Linked DNA regions of Mus musculus: regions 1, 2, 4 and 5 are each linked to region 3. The links are chromatin contacts, called in public HiChIP or PLAC-seq and promoter capture Hi-C maps. All regions are on one chromosome and are shown on one strand. Each heading gives the region's core, a stretch centred on a gene start, on an enhancer-like site or on the middle of the called end of the contact. The rest is flanking DNA. Distances are from core to core; before and after follow the strand shown.

Region 1 (2,700 bases), core at 127-2,626, 640 kb before region 3:
TGCTCCTCCCACCCCTCATACAAACAGCAGCACCAACAAAGTCTTAAGACAACTGGTGGGGTGGGTCCCCAGAACACAGATCAACTATACAGTTAAACCCGAGAGCCCTGAGGCTTCATTTCATCAGTTTAATAAGTCACACCTCTTGTACAGTCAAACTGTAGTCACTATGAGCATGCCTGGTATTTAGACCTGATGAAGTTCAGGGCCCTAAAGGGTTCCCTGTATATTTACAAAGTCCTCAGTGAATGGCTGTTTCCACCAGCTTATCCTGAGAGGACCCTGTCATTGATACTGGCTCTGTGGACCAGCTCCTGTGACTGCTTTGTTCTCTCTTTCCGTTTACCATGGAATTTCCAGGCCATGTCCTCCCTTGGAATTCTTTCACCCCAGCAGTAGATTTACCCAAGGGTGTAAATTTGCCTGTAAGTACTGTTTTACCTCCAGCAGACTCTTGTGTTTCCTTTTCCTATTTGTTCACAGACGATTCTCCATCATCTTTCCCTCCCTGAGTCCATGCCCACCCACCCACTCTTCAGGGCCCAATGTGGTTGACAATAGAGAACATTCCTTTTTTTCTTTTTTTTAAACAAGAAAGACCATCTCAATGACAACATTTAATCTGCAAGCAAATCACATGCTGGACCTTTCTCAGAACCAAAAGGGATGGGCTGTCTAACAGACATCTTTGTCCTCCCAGTCTTAGTACATTTCCAGGTGCACACGCATTCATATCTTCCCAGCAAGTTGGTGACTGGAGGGCTGGCTGAGGCAGACTGTCAGCCCTTGTCAGCCGCATTACAGTGATTTCTGGCCTTGCTGCCCTCAGATCTACCCTTGGACCATTCCATCCATGCATGCATCTCATGACTCCCTGCTGCTCCCACACGGCTCCTCGTGTCACAGAGCAAAGACAAGGGCTCTTTCTTATGGGGCCTTCTCCTCTCAATTCTTGTGGTTCTTTCCTGATTTACACTCAGAATGACAACCCCGGTATGCATCATGCCTTAGGATGGGTCATGCCATCTCAAAGGCCTATTATGAGCTGACCTTGTTGAGAAGTGGGGGTGGGGGGGGTGGGGGGGGAGGGAAGAAATGAGAGAGAGAAAGAGAGAGAGAGAGAGAGAGAGAGAGAGAGAGAGAGAGAGAGAGAGAGAGAGAGAGAGAGAAGCTATTGTGAGGGCTAAAAACATGCGGTGGAAAGATAGTAACAGGGAAACAGGGAAGGCTTTTTGGCCACCGGGTAGGTTCTTTGGCATCCTGGTTGTGTCTTCTTTAGAGGAAGAAAGTGTCTCCCAGAACACAGCTTGGAACTATGTTACACTGTGTCTGTGGTTCTTTGCCAAGAATCTGATGTCTCCTCCAAATAGCTCATCGCTGCCTCTCCCTGAAGCAGAGTAGGTGGATACCTCAGTTCTTTCTGTGAGAAGAGGGGGAGGGGCTGGCTGATTAGTGTCAACATTCTTCATTTATGACTTCAGGTTTCTTCATGGGTGGGTGTGATGAGAACAGTTAGGTGTCATTACAGGCACAGTGGTACTGGGGCTAAGGCTATGTCTCTGATATCTCATGGATGATGGTTCCGAGTTGCTGTCTCTTAGCTTCAGCAAGCACTGATATTAAAAGAGGTGATATATTTTTTTTATTTTTATTGATTTTAATTTTTATTTTTGAGACTGGCTCTCACGCATCTCAGGATGGCCTAGAACTCTATCTGTAGCTAATAATGACCTTACACTTCTGGTCTTCCTGCCTCCTAACTGCATCCCCCCCCCCCAACACACACACCCTCAGCGCTTTTCCAAGTCAGACTCTAGAACCATCTGTGCTTTTCCAGAAGCATCCATGCCAAGCAATTATTGGCATTACTAAAGTGAGGCCTTCATACTGCTTCTAATGCCAAAGTCAGTGATAGCAAAACGAAGCTCTCATGAGTCGTTTAAGGATGGGGGCGACGTCTTGAGACATGTTTTGTTACATTTCATCCTTGTGGGCACATCACATCACCCTTATGCAAATTAAGACGGCTGCGGTGTTGCTTCTTGGCCTTAAAAACATTGTGTGTGTGTGTGTGTGTGTGTGTGTGTGTGTGTGTGTGTGTGTGTTGTCAGAGGACAATTCTTGGGAGTCAGTTCTCTCTGCTACAGTCACCTTGTGGAATCTGGGAAATGAACTCAAGGTTTTCAGGCCTGTGTACAAGTGCCTCTCAGTGGCCTTCCAACCATTCTGGCTGAGATCAAACAAAGATGGTGACGACGGCATCACTAGGCAACATAATCTTATGGGTCCAGTCTTCTATGCTCAGCCCACCATCGACTTCATTGTGAAGGCCAGAGCACATAGTTCAATTTTAAGTCTGTTCTGTCTATGCTCGGGGCTGGGACCACTGTGTAGTCATTTGTAAACTGGCCCGAGGTGCATGCACGTTAGCGGGACCCCTCTCCTGTCCTGGGCTTAGGGCTCCCACTTGTCTTTGTGTTACTGTGATGGGAAAACACCAGCAAGTGCCAGCTTGGCTGGAGGGCTGGTCAGTAAGTGTTAAAACAGCCTCTTCTGTTTCCACCTCATTCCCTTATGAACTTGCTACCTAGGGACACTTATAAAATGCAACCAATGCCTCGTTAATTTTAAATGAATCTCCCCATGTAACCACTCATCTCTGACGGCCACAATTAACCTGTACTCCACCCTCCCTTCTAG
Region 2 (2,700 bases), core at 61-2,560, 610 kb after region 3:
CCCCATGACTTGCTCAGCCTGCTTTCTTACAGAACCCGGGGCCACCACAATAGGCTGGACCCTCCATCAATCACTAATTAAGAAAAAGCTGGGTCTCATGGAGGTGTCTTCTCATTTGAGGCTTCCTCCTTTCAGTCACTCTAGCTTGTGTCAGGTTGAGGTAAGATTAGCCAGCTCAGCATGTGACTTCACCACTAGCTGCACTCACTCACAGCCTTAAAAATCCCTAACTCTCCGGCCCAGGTACTGCTTTCTCTGCAGTAATTTCCCAACACTCATGGGGACAGCGCCTCACTGCGGCCGTGTTACCTCCTTGGCTTGTTACTGTGATAAAAATACTTGAAGAGACCTCGGGAGGAAGGGCTTACAATGTGAGTGAGCCAGATTGGCACTAACAATCCAAAAAACGAATCAGTAGTCCGTCCCAGACAGCTATATCTTCCTAATAGTTCCCTAATTCAGTCCTTGCTTCCAACTCAGTGCCACCTGGGGATGGACAAAGAACATGCTCTCCGTGACAAATCACACAGGATGCCCCAGTTCTGTCCAGCGGCTCGCAGCTTCCCCAAGCAAGCAGCCTTAACTGACTGCGCGCTTGGCATTCTAGGTCTGAGTAGCTGCCAAAAGGCAAATGGCAGCAACTGCCCCTTTGCACAGTAAACGATGAACAAATGGTTTTGCTTATCCCTCCTTGATCATTGGGGGACCAATAAGTTTTTGTTTTTAAGTTTTAAATATTTGTGTATAAAGGTTTTGTCTGCGTGCATGAGCACCATGCGCGTGCCCCGTACTGGCAGAAATCAGAAGGGGTAGTTTGGAATTCCTGCAACTGGAGTTATTGATGGTTGTGAATCACCACGTGAGTGCTGGGATTTGAACCCGGGTTCTGTACAAAAGCCGTAAGTGCTCTTAATTGTCGAGCTATCTCTCCTGCCCATCACTCAGTTTTTAATAGCTGAGGACTTAACTGATTTGCTTTCTCATGGTCACTTGGAACGTTTGGAAGAAGAAGTGCAGCCCAATCGATTAGCAAAGGCTCGTTTCCGATTTTCCACCGGGCGAGGTGGAAGAAACACCGCCTGAGGGATCCCGGTTTCCACGGGGCAGAAGAGTGCCCTAAGCAAGCACTCTGAACGAAGGGGAGACGATCACCAGGGTTTCGGGATCGAGGTGAGAGGGACAGACGTGGATACTCAAGGGCGCACAGACTCGGCCGCTACCACCTCTCAGGGCTTCAGCTTCACCCGGTTAACATCCACGTGTGGGTGGGACTCCCAGCAGATGTCCTCTGCGCACGCGCATCCGGGGCGACGTCACGTCCGGCGGCGGGAGTTAGAGGCGGAGAGGGCCGGGCCGGGTGTCTCATGGCATCGCTCCCCTCGCTCGCTCGGCCCTGACGCTTATGGTTCCGTCTGCCTGCCGGTAGCACAGCGTTGCCGGGCCGGTTCTCCGCCGCCTCCCGGATCTCTGAGTCTGAGCCGGGTGTGTTTGCTCTACTCGAGGTGAAGCGTGCATACCGGGAGAGCGGGGCCTGGGGCTTCACTGGGTTGTGGGCACCTTTCCCGCAGGTGGAGTCACCTGGGCAAGATTTGACAGCGCATCTTTCAGGGCGACTCCTGTGCCATCACAGTGCAGTCCCAGGAATGCTGTCGATAGACGACAGGGGCAGCGAATGCTTAAAAATACAAAAACCAAAAGAGCCCTCAAACTACAGATTGCATTTTAATCTTTGGGTTTTTTTTTTTTAACAGCTATGAAGAGGCCGTGGAACTCTTTAAAGGCAATTCTAAATTCTAAATAGCTTTTTTCAAAAATGAATTGCAATCTTCCCCATAACAGAAGCTGTTCAGATATCTAACTCCCAACAAGAAGTCCAAACTCCCCTGGTTATCTGGGGACGTCTCGGGGGCTTTTAGTAGCTGAGGACTTTATTCTTTGGAAGAATGTTTGCATCTTTAGTGCCTAGTCACTAAACCTAGTTTGATCTTTTCTTTTGGTTTACCATTAATATCACAAAGACTGTTCTGAAAGAATTATGTATTCTCTGAGATGATTTGAGTGCTCTTGCCAGATTTTTAGCCGTCTTCTGGTTATACTTTAATGCTTTTTCTCTGTTGGAGTTTTGTATTTTGATAATACAAAACTTGGTAGAATTGTGTTTATAGGAAGAAAAATAAGGGCAGGACTTAGGGCTTCCCTCCACCCCCTTCTAATTTCTCCAAATGCCTATTTTCGAGAGGACAGCTAAGCAAAACAAAACAAAAACCAAACCAAAACAAACAAACAAACAAAAAAGGAAATTAAGGTCACCTAGAATTTTACTAACTGAATAACTTGTTAATATTTTGGATGTCTCCTCTTATTTTAAAACATACCTATCTTGGACCAGAAGCCGTGGTCCACACCTTTTACCCCCCGCACCTAGGAGGCAGAGAGTTTGAGGCCAGCCTGGGCTACTTAGTGAGACCTTAGTTGTAAAACTGGAAGCAGAATTAGTACACACCACTGGTTAGCCCCATTTATATAACATATCCTGCCAGCTTTTCTAATTCATCTTATTTGTTCATTTGTATTTTGTTCATTCATGAGAACAAGGTATTTCATTGTGCCAGGGGTTCTTATAAGAAGGAACCCTAGAGGCCCCCTCTGTGCTACCTATTTTAGTAGCTTGGAGGGCAGCTGACCTATATCTTCATATCT
Region 3 (2,700 bases), core at 113-2,612:
CCACCCTCCTTCCCCCCAGGCCAGACAAGTGGCTAAAGTGGGTAAACACACCACCACACACATACACATACACACACACACTTCCCATTCTGCCTCGCACGTTTAAACTTCTCATAACATCATTCTTTGTGGGAAGAAGGCAGTCCCGTGTTTCTTGAAAACTGAGAGCATACAGAGGCTTCCTCCTCAGAGCCACCCCCGGGGGGGATTTAATTCATGTTGCCTTCAGATGGAGGTGGCCTCTCTCAGAACCTCGCTGAAAGCCGAGGTGCAAAGGAACCTCGCTGAAAGCCGAGGTGCAAAGGCCGGCTCTATTAAATTACAGCAGCTGGGCTTTAAAATACCAGAGGAATTACAATGTTGGAGTCTGAGGGCTCTCACTGAAAGGAAACCTTTCAAATGTCTTGCTGCGTGCAACTCAATTTCCCACCACAGAAGCAGAGATGCGGTCTCTCCTGTTTGGGCCTCGGGCTCCAGCACATTTCTAAGGAAATCTTCATTCTTGGCCAGACCCGACCCCTCAGAGGCTTCCATGAAGAAGCAAGGTGGCAGACGAGCCAATAGCGAGCCTTAGCTGAAAAGAGATGATCGCTCCTAACTACCTCTTGTGGCCAGCCTAAGCCACCTGAGACCCTCTTTGAGATGGTGCCATGGTCACAAGGCACAAGAAATCAGGAGTCTAGGGACATGCTCCCGGTCCCATGCCCAAATCTAGGCCCATGTTGCTTTCACTGCAGCTCTCTGGCTGCACCCACAGGTGCCCTGTAACATGGATCCAATCCCTTGGAAACCTCTGGTGGGATCATTCACGCCAAGCCGCTTTTGATCATGATCTGTATCCTAACATAAGGGAGCGTGGGCCATGGATGCGGATGAAGGGAGGTGGGAGAAAATGGGGTATCAGAATGGTTGGAGTGCCCAATCCAGGGCCCCTGGAGACCCGGTCTCTCACGTGCCTGTTTCCACTGTCCCTGCAAGGGACCGCGCAAACCCCAGTGGAGCTTACCTTGGCCCAGGACACTGCATAGGAGAGCTGCGGGTCCCAGGGCGCTGTGCAAGGCAAGTCGGCGGTCTCGGAGCAAGCCACCGTCACCTCCCGCATCGCCATCGCGGGTGCCAGGCTGCAGGCTACAAGAGAGAGGGGGGAGAAACAGAGCGGCGTAAGCAAGGCCACCGAGGCGGGGTCGCGGGTAGCACCGAGCGATCGGGCTTGGGGGCCGTACCGCAGCCTAGAAACAGGAGCTGGAGGCCTTGCGACATGGCTGGAGCGCTGCGACACTGTCCGGGCCGGCCCCCTGGGCGCGCGCCGTGCTCTTGTACCCGCGCTTGGGACTTCCCCGCGCGCCGGCCCCGGGGACTCCCCAGTCGGAGGAGGCGGGTAGCCTGGTCCCCGCCCCGCGCGCGTCCCCAAGTCCGCGTTGCTGCTGCGGCTGGCCAGCGGCAACAAGCAGCTCCGCGGAACCGCCCCGCGCCCTGAGGCTTCGGAAGCCGCGATGGCACGCGCCACCCCAGCTAGATGACCCTCAAACCCATCGAGTGGGTCATGCAGATTCAGATAGGGTGGGCAGCTTCCTCTGAAACCCAGGGCTGTGGCGACCTGCTACTCTCCAGATTTTGTGATAGGGACAGACACCCTAGGCTTCCTGAGAAGTGGCAAACGCCTGCAGTCCTTGGCTTGCTGCCTTCTTTCGGGTTATCGCTCGGCCTTGTTTACGTTGTTTGAGCAAGGGAGATCTTTTTATACTAAAGCATTAATTACACACATGCTCATAAGTCTTTTAGAAAACAATGTCTAAAAGAATCTTGAGTCCATCTGCTTTGCATCTGCTCCCCAAGGCTCAGGGACCAGGGGGAAGACAGGACAGAAAGATTTTAAGTGCCAGAGATCTGGAAGGAGAACGGTGTCTGCTGGACATGACTCTGAAGTCACAGGAGCAGTGATGATTTTCACATGCTCAAGGCAGGCAACCTTTCAGCATACTGGGGGAAGGGATTCACAATTGCCCACCCCTAACTGGGGAGCTATGGATAGTTGGCGGCTATGGAGGAGGGAGACCACCCTCCCCCCACAGGTCAATCATTCTCCAGTGGACGCCCACATCCAGAAGTGTATGGCCATCTCAAATTAGATTTTTCTTTTAAATAGATCAAATCACCTCTAATTCCCAGAAGCAACCCCACTTAACATTTTGGTGTACTGACTATTCTATGTCTGTACCCTTATACAGCATTCTAATACTGTTCCCTTCCCATTATCTTTTTCATCCTGTGTTAGCTTAGTTTAACAGTTTACGAGCAGTTTCACAATACTAAAAATAGTTTCAGCAACTGCTTGGTGGCTGTGCCATATTCCATTGGGCCACAAATTAGAGCCCATTAGGTAGTGTTGGGCACTTGGATGGCTTTTTTACTTTATTATTTTTTCCTTCAGATATGAAGGCATTTTGTTTTTACCAAGTCCACCCCCCACCTCCCCAACTCCAACTCCTCCCAGATCCCTCCCTCCATCTCCCTCCCAAGTTCATGTTCTCTCTCAATCTCTCATATATATTACATATATACATATATATACACATATGCATATGCAAATATACATATATACATCATATAATCATTATACATCATATATACATCATATGCACGTATACATGTACATATATACATATACATCACATGTACATATTTATCATATATACATTT
Region 4 (2,700 bases), core at 132-2,631, 540 kb before region 3:
TGGAGGAGAGGGAAAGAAGAAAAGTAAAAGTCTGCATGTTTTTGAAATATTGGAACTGTGCTCAAGAGGGGACTATTATGAAGAGTTATCAGTTTAGAAGCTGTGGAGCAGAGGACCATGGGGTTCAAAGCTTGTTTGTGACTGGGAACCACAGTATGGGTACTTGCTTTTGCAAAGTACAGTAGGCTGGAGGAGCAACGCTTCTTCTCCCCGACTTCCAAAGGCTTGACCTCTTGAAGCAAAGGGAGAGAATCCTTTGCCTTTCCCCAGACTTTGGTGTTTTCAGATTGTGATGGCCAGTTCTTTATTGACAACTTGATTAGATTTAAGAGTGTCCACAGCATAAGAGAGGCACACCCTTGTTGTTGTCTATGAGGTTATTTCCAAAGATTATTAACTGATCAGGGAAGACCTACCCTGAAGGGCTGGTGCATGCATGTGTGTGTGTGTGTGTGTGTGTGTGTGTGTGTGTGTGCATGCACATGCGTGTGTAAGTATATGTGTATGCCAGACTGAATATAAGATGAAGAAGGAGGAAGCAATTTGAGGACCAGCATTTACGTTTCTCTGCCCCCTGACTGGAGAGGCCATGCCGATCAGTTGTCTCCCACGTTCCCCCTTCCATCCATGGCTCCAGCATTATGAACCAGCTGTATCTTCTAAAACCATAAGTCAAAATAAATCCTTTCTCCCATAGGCTCCTTTTGTTAGCTAAAGTAATGGATGCACTGGCATTCCTTGGGTTGTAGATGCATCTTTCCAATGTCTATCTCCATGGTTCTCTTCCTGGTGTCCTTCTCTCTCTCTCTCTCTGCTTTTTTCCAGTCATATCGGATGTTGGCTCTTCCCTGATCAAATAGAGCCTTATCTTAACCGATTACATGTGCAATGGCTTCCTTTCTAATTGAGTCACATTTGTAGGAACTGGGGCTTAAGACTTCAATGCAGCTTTTGTTTGGGGGTGGGGGGTGGGGGTGCAATTCAGTCCATGACCCATGATGTCACCCGGACCCTCATCCCCCACATGGAGGTCTGTAATCAAGGGCTTCTGGATTCACTCACGTCCCAATCACAGCCAACACATGGCCCATGAGTAAACAGGGCTCCACGGGAGAACCCTGGTGACTCACAGTGCCACTATCAGTCAGCATGAAGGGTAATTAGCAAGGGATTGTCATCTAGAATAAAGCCACCCGGTTCCTCTGTAAAAATGTGTCAGAGGGTATTTAGAACCATCATGGTCAGCCCACTGCTACACACTGCAAATTACACACGTCTTTTTGGTGTGTGTGTATGCGTCTTATTCATAGTTCTTCCTGTGCTCCATTTGCGAGGGCGGTTGCTCACCCACTCTCATTTCAGCACCGGCCTTGCGTGCTTCAAAAGCTCCCGATGTCCCGAACACCCATACATCTTCCTGTCACCCTGGTTAGTCATCTGCTATCACTTTTCTTTCGTTTTGCTCACGTAAGAAGTCATGTTTTTGCTCAGGAGAAAGTGCCATGAGAAAACGTTCGTTCTGATCATTTGGCGACTCATTCCACTCCTTTCTGATGTTTGTAGATGTGAGAGGGAAATCCCTTTTGAGAAGAACCTTAATGAAGGTCCCAGGGGAGGTGGGGTGAAGGAGTGCAGTCAGAAAGTGCTCACACCATCCTGCCGCATTTAGCCATCAACCAGGGAGTACGTATGGCTCCAGCTGCAAATGTAGCAGACGATGGCCTTGTCAGGCATCAAGGGGAGGAGAGGTCCCTGGTCCTATGAAGGCTGGATAGATGCCCCAGTATAGGGGAATGGAGGGCAGGGAGGTGGGAGTGGGTGGGTGAGTGGAGAAACACCCCCATAGAAGCAGAGGGAGGGAGGATGGGAGAGGGGGTTTACAGGAAGGGAGGGGAAACTGGGAAAGGGGATAACATTTGAAATGTAAATTAAAAAAATCCAATAATTTCTTTTCTAGAGAAGGATATCATGGTTCTAATGCCCCCTGGGATCACAGAAGCTGGTCTCCTTCTAAGAGAATGCTTTTTAGTGACATCACTGTCCTCCCCGCTTCTGCTGGCGTTGTTCTGCATAAACCACAACAAGTCAGACATCAGATGAGCATTCGGCTCTATTCCTTTATGAATCCAGGCCTCAGACTGAGTCTGTTATAGCTGAAATGAAGCTGAGTTTATTCAGTTGAGTACCAAGTCCCTCCAAGGAGTGGGAGGGGTAAGTTACATCCCTTTAAAAACTCTTTGTTGGAGTGCTAACTTCTGGCACCTCAGAAGGCGACACTGCTTAAAATGAGGGCATATGGGTGATCCATCCCTAAGTCAGTCTAGTATCCATATAGAAAGAGATTAGGGCATAGACCTGTGTCAAAAGAAGATAACTTGATGATTTGGGGGAAAGATTGTCATATACAAACCAAGGAGAGATTCCAGGGATGCCTTGTCAATTCCTTGATCTTGGACTGGATTCCAAAGCTATGAGGAATATATTTTTTTTAAACATTAAGCCTCGTAGCTTGTGATATTCACTACTGCAATGCTAACTGTTGCATGCAGAGCGAGGAGGGTTGAAAGTAGCCTTTTGAAAGATGCCATACTTCCTGTTTTTAGCTTCTTTTCTCATTGTTGTAAGGAAAAAAAAAACACCTAAAGAACAGCATAAAGGTGGAAAAGATGTGTTATGACTGTTGGTTTCAGAAGTTTTGGT
Region 5 (2,700 bases), core at 4-2,503, 580 kb before region 3:
TGTCCATTGTCAGCCCACATTGGATCCCATGAGTGAGAGGCCAGCTTTCACCAAACTGAAAGACAAAGCAGCCACAAGAAAGGCCTTCCTAGTAGCCCCACCCCACCCACATCAGGAGGTCCTGTTCAGCAGGCACAATGGACTCTGCAGCTCTAATGCCTCGTTTGCCTTAAGCAGACACAGGAATTTGCAAATTTTGAAACCAAATTCAATTAACACCCTCCCCTTTGAGGGTATTTCTTTTTTCTTTTCTTTTTTTTTTTCTTTTCTTTTTTGCCCTTCCAAAGTCGTTCACCCCATTTACTTGTGGCAGGTTCTCAGACACAGGCCATCCGGAGTACTGCCCTCACCCTGTGCTTCTTTCTCTGTAGTGAACTAAGAGGTGAAAGGAAGCCCTTTCCAGTCTGGATATTCACAGGAAAGGGCCGAGTTATCCTCCGGAACGCCAGAAGACCTGATCTGACCCCAAACTGTGCCGTGAGAGGAAACAGATGGGAAAAGAAAAGATGGACTTTCAAAAAGAAATCCTTTCTTATGTCAAGAGGATTCTGTAGAGAGCTGTCCCCCCCATCCCCACCCCCCAGTCCCAAGAATGAGGGGTTTCCAGGAAAGCCCTGTGCAGCTGACTAGCCAGCCCTAGCAAACTGGTAGAGTTGCAACAGACTGCATGATGGGGCGTATTACAGTCATCCATCGGTTTTGAAGACGTACTTGGAAATGGTGGTGAGCCAAGCCTTCCCTCTCACTGTTGCTTTCCCCTCCAGAGGTCTCGCTCCGTGTTCATAAACTATTTTAATTCTTCACGTTCACCAAACTTCTGATGAGGCGAAACAGCCAGGTCTTTACGACTGAGTCCTGGTTCCCATCAGCCTGCACCTGATGGGAGAGACAAGCATTCGCGGTTGCTTGTTTTTACAGCAGGGTAGAACTGGCTCAAATGTAAAGCAGATCGGACTGTCCTCAGACAGGGTCACAAGGCTGGATTCAGAGTCTAATAAAAATAGGGGTGAGGGAGTCTTTCAAAGGCCTGGGGAGCATATACATGAGTGAATGTATGTATACATGGGTGTGCTATTTTAATGTTGCTGTTGCAACAAGTGATGCGGTAACTTTAGAGATTTCCTGGGTTCCCTGTGTGTGTGTGTGTGTGTGTTCAATTCAAAAACTAAGCTTTTCTCCGCAGGACAGGAGGTGACTAGAGTTGAGAGTGAAAACTGCTTCCAGCCTGGGTGGCTGGGATCTTTGCCCTGAGAAGTGCAGTGACTGGTTGATAATCCAGTGACGCTCTTGTCGTGATGTGTACCCAGAGGCTGTAGACTGACGGAGGTGGTGGCTTGTGTGCAGGAGATGGTTCAGTTGGTACAGTGCTTGCTCCAGCAATGGCATAAAACAGCCAGGATGACACCATAAGCCTGTAATCCCAGAGATGGGGGAGGTGGGAACAGAAGAACTCCTGGGGTTCAGTAGCCAGCCAATCTGCTTAAGCCAGGGAGTTTCACATTTAGTGAGAGACCCTGTTTCAGAAAATAAGACGGAGAAGAATTGAGGAAGGTCCCTGATGCTGACCTTTGACCTCCATAGTCATACCAACACACACACACACACACACACACACACACACACAGAGACAGAAAGACACACACAGAGAGACAGAGACAGAGAGAGACAGAGACACAGAGACAGAAAGACACACAGAGAGAGGCAGAGACAGAGACACAGAGAGACAGGGAGACAGACGCACAGAGAGAGACAGAGGGACAAGAGAGACAGAGACACAGAGACACATACACTCAGAGACAGAGAGAGACACAGAGAAATAGAGATAGAAACACACACACACACAGACACACACACACACACACACACAGAGGTATAGAATTCAGATTCTTCATGATAGAAGTTTGGGCTTTTGTTTTGTCCCCTGTGCCACGGACTGTCAGTTACACACAGTTTTAAATATGAAAGGCAACTGCCAACTCTGCAGGTTAAGTAAAACCCTCGGAGGTAATAACATGCTGTATAAAAGTATCACATGCTGGTAGGATCTATTCACGAGATACCCATGCTAGAATCTTCTCTCTCTGCAGGCTTGTCTTCCTCTCTCTTCTTCTCAAAGGCTTACTCACTCTATGCTTGTACACGACGACGACCGTTCTCCCCTCTCCGCTCTCGGAGATCTTATTTTGAGCAGCCTCACTGGAGCTGTGTTAAGTAGGCCAACTTTCAAGATCCGCAGCGTCTGTCCTGATCAAAGGGGAGGGTGATTCGCTGATGTTGGCAAAGGGATTATTTCATAGGAAATCCTCACCGTGTCAGTGTGACACGCATTTGGGAAAAAGAAGGCTAGAAGTCACTGGTCCCCGAGCAGCTCCAGAGCTGGGAATCTTTTCCATGGGATGATTTCATTCTTCGTCTGTCCCTCCCTCATTGAAACTGACACCTGGGAAATTCCCCGGCTAATTTGTTTTGCATTGTGATTTTTTTTTCTTTTCTTTTTTTTTTTTTTTTTTTTTTTTTGCCACCATACTGCTCATTAGGAGCCTGGCCTGCAGGTTTATCCCTGTAGCACGACTCCTCTCTGTCTTTCTGATCCATACCTGCTGAATCCTCCATTTCAACAAGGCATAGGTGAATTTGCTTTGCCCCAGGACTGGGCAAGTTGAAAATATTTAAGATTTCTCCACTCTTGCTTCCTCTGAT

The links. Promoter capture Hi-C pulls out the DNA fragments that hold promoters and counts their contacts. HiChIP or PLAC-seq counts read pairs in DNA pulled down with a chosen protein or histone mark.
Region 1: a promoter capture Hi-C map of liver shows a contact between it and region 3, with 3 times the contacts expected there. The contact joins the enhancer-like site here to the promoter of Cd83 in region 3. A contact is called at or near these places in 3 of 39 promoter capture datasets (hippocampal neurons and liver), 2 of 484 Hi-C or Micro-C datasets (both in nephron progenitors), 3 of 115 datasets of contacts at active chromatin or transcription factors (embryonic forebrain, neural tube and thymic regulatory T cells) and 2 of 9 other capture datasets (embryonic stem cells and liver).
Region 2: an H3K27ac HiChIP or PLAC-seq map of microglia shows a contact between it and region 3, with 7 times the contacts expected there. The contact joins the promoter of Tbc1d7 here to the promoter of Cd83 in region 3. A contact is called at or near these places in 4 of 39 promoter capture datasets (hippocampal neurons, pre-B cells, second pharyngeal arch cranial neural crest and 1 more), 1 of 484 Hi-C or Micro-C datasets (CD4 T cells), 5 of 115 datasets of contacts at active chromatin or transcription factors (large pre-B cells, memory CD8 T cells, microglia and 2 more) and 1 of 9 other capture datasets (embryonic stem cells).
Region 4: an H3K27ac HiChIP or PLAC-seq map of thymic regulatory T cells shows a contact between it and region 3, with 4 times the contacts expected there. The contact joins the enhancer-like site here to the promoter of Cd83 in region 3. A contact is called at or near these places in 10 of 39 promoter capture datasets (cranial neural crest, embryonic stem cells, frontonasal cranial neural crest and 5 more), 3 of 484 Hi-C or Micro-C datasets (Th1 cells, cerebellar granule neurons and nephron progenitors), 6 of 115 datasets of contacts at active chromatin or transcription factors (CD8 T cells, Th17 cells, embryonic stem cells and 2 more) and 2 of 9 other capture datasets (adipose tissue and embryonic stem cells).
Region 5: an H3K27ac HiChIP or PLAC-seq map of embryonic stem cells shows a contact between it and region 3, with 3 times the contacts expected there. The contact joins the enhancer-like site here to the promoter of Cd83 in region 3. A contact is called at or near these places in 7 of 39 promoter capture datasets (the 3T3-L1 cell line, cranial neural crest, embryonic stem cells and 3 more), 2 of 115 datasets of contacts at active chromatin or transcription factors (embryonic stem cells and kidney) and 1 of 9 other capture datasets (liver).

What each region holds. Positions count from the first base shown.
Region 1 is chr13:44,420,282-44,422,981 of GRCm38.p6, reverse strand. No RefSeq gene overlaps it. Among named protein-coding and RNA genes, the nearest start is that of 1700029N11Rik, 18 kb to the left of the region's middle. Within about 2 kb of position 1,376, at least 89 of the 459 cell types and tissues checked have an H3K27ac peak or open chromatin away from gene starts, as enhancers often do. A contact at or near this core is called in hippocampal neurons and liver, where this site is marked.
Region 2 is chr13:43,170,111-43,172,810 of GRCm38.p6, reverse strand. It overlaps Tbc1d7 (TBC1 domain family, member 7), which reads left to right and starts at 1,310. Exons shown (of 8, transcript NM_001252639.1): 1 at 1,310-1,502. Gm40929 (a long non-coding RNA gene) reads right to left here and starts at 989. Exons shown (of 4, transcript XR_873309.3): 1 at 969-989.
Region 3 is chr13:43,783,774-43,786,473 of GRCm38.p6, reverse strand. Cd83 (CD83 antigen) reads right to left here and starts at 1,362. Exons shown (of 5, transcript NM_009856.3): 1 at 1,224-1,362; 2 at 1,007-1,128. The coding sequence starts at 1,260.
Region 4 is chr13:44,319,917-44,322,616 of GRCm38.p6, reverse strand. No RefSeq gene overlaps it. Among named protein-coding and RNA genes, the nearest start is that of Gm29676, 61 kb to the right of the region's middle. Within about 2 kb of position 1,381, at least 27 of the 459 cell types and tissues checked have an H3K27ac peak or open chromatin away from gene starts, as enhancers often do. A contact at or near this core is called in CD8 T cells, Th1 cells, Th17 cells and 1 more, where this site is marked.
Region 5 is chr13:44,360,649-44,363,348 of GRCm38.p6, reverse strand. No RefSeq gene overlaps it. Among named protein-coding and RNA genes, the nearest start is that of Gm33958, 38 kb to the left of the region's middle. Within about 2 kb of position 1,253, at least 24 of the 459 cell types and tissues checked have an H3K27ac peak or open chromatin away from gene starts, as enhancers often do. A contact at or near this core is called in embryonic stem cells, where this site is marked.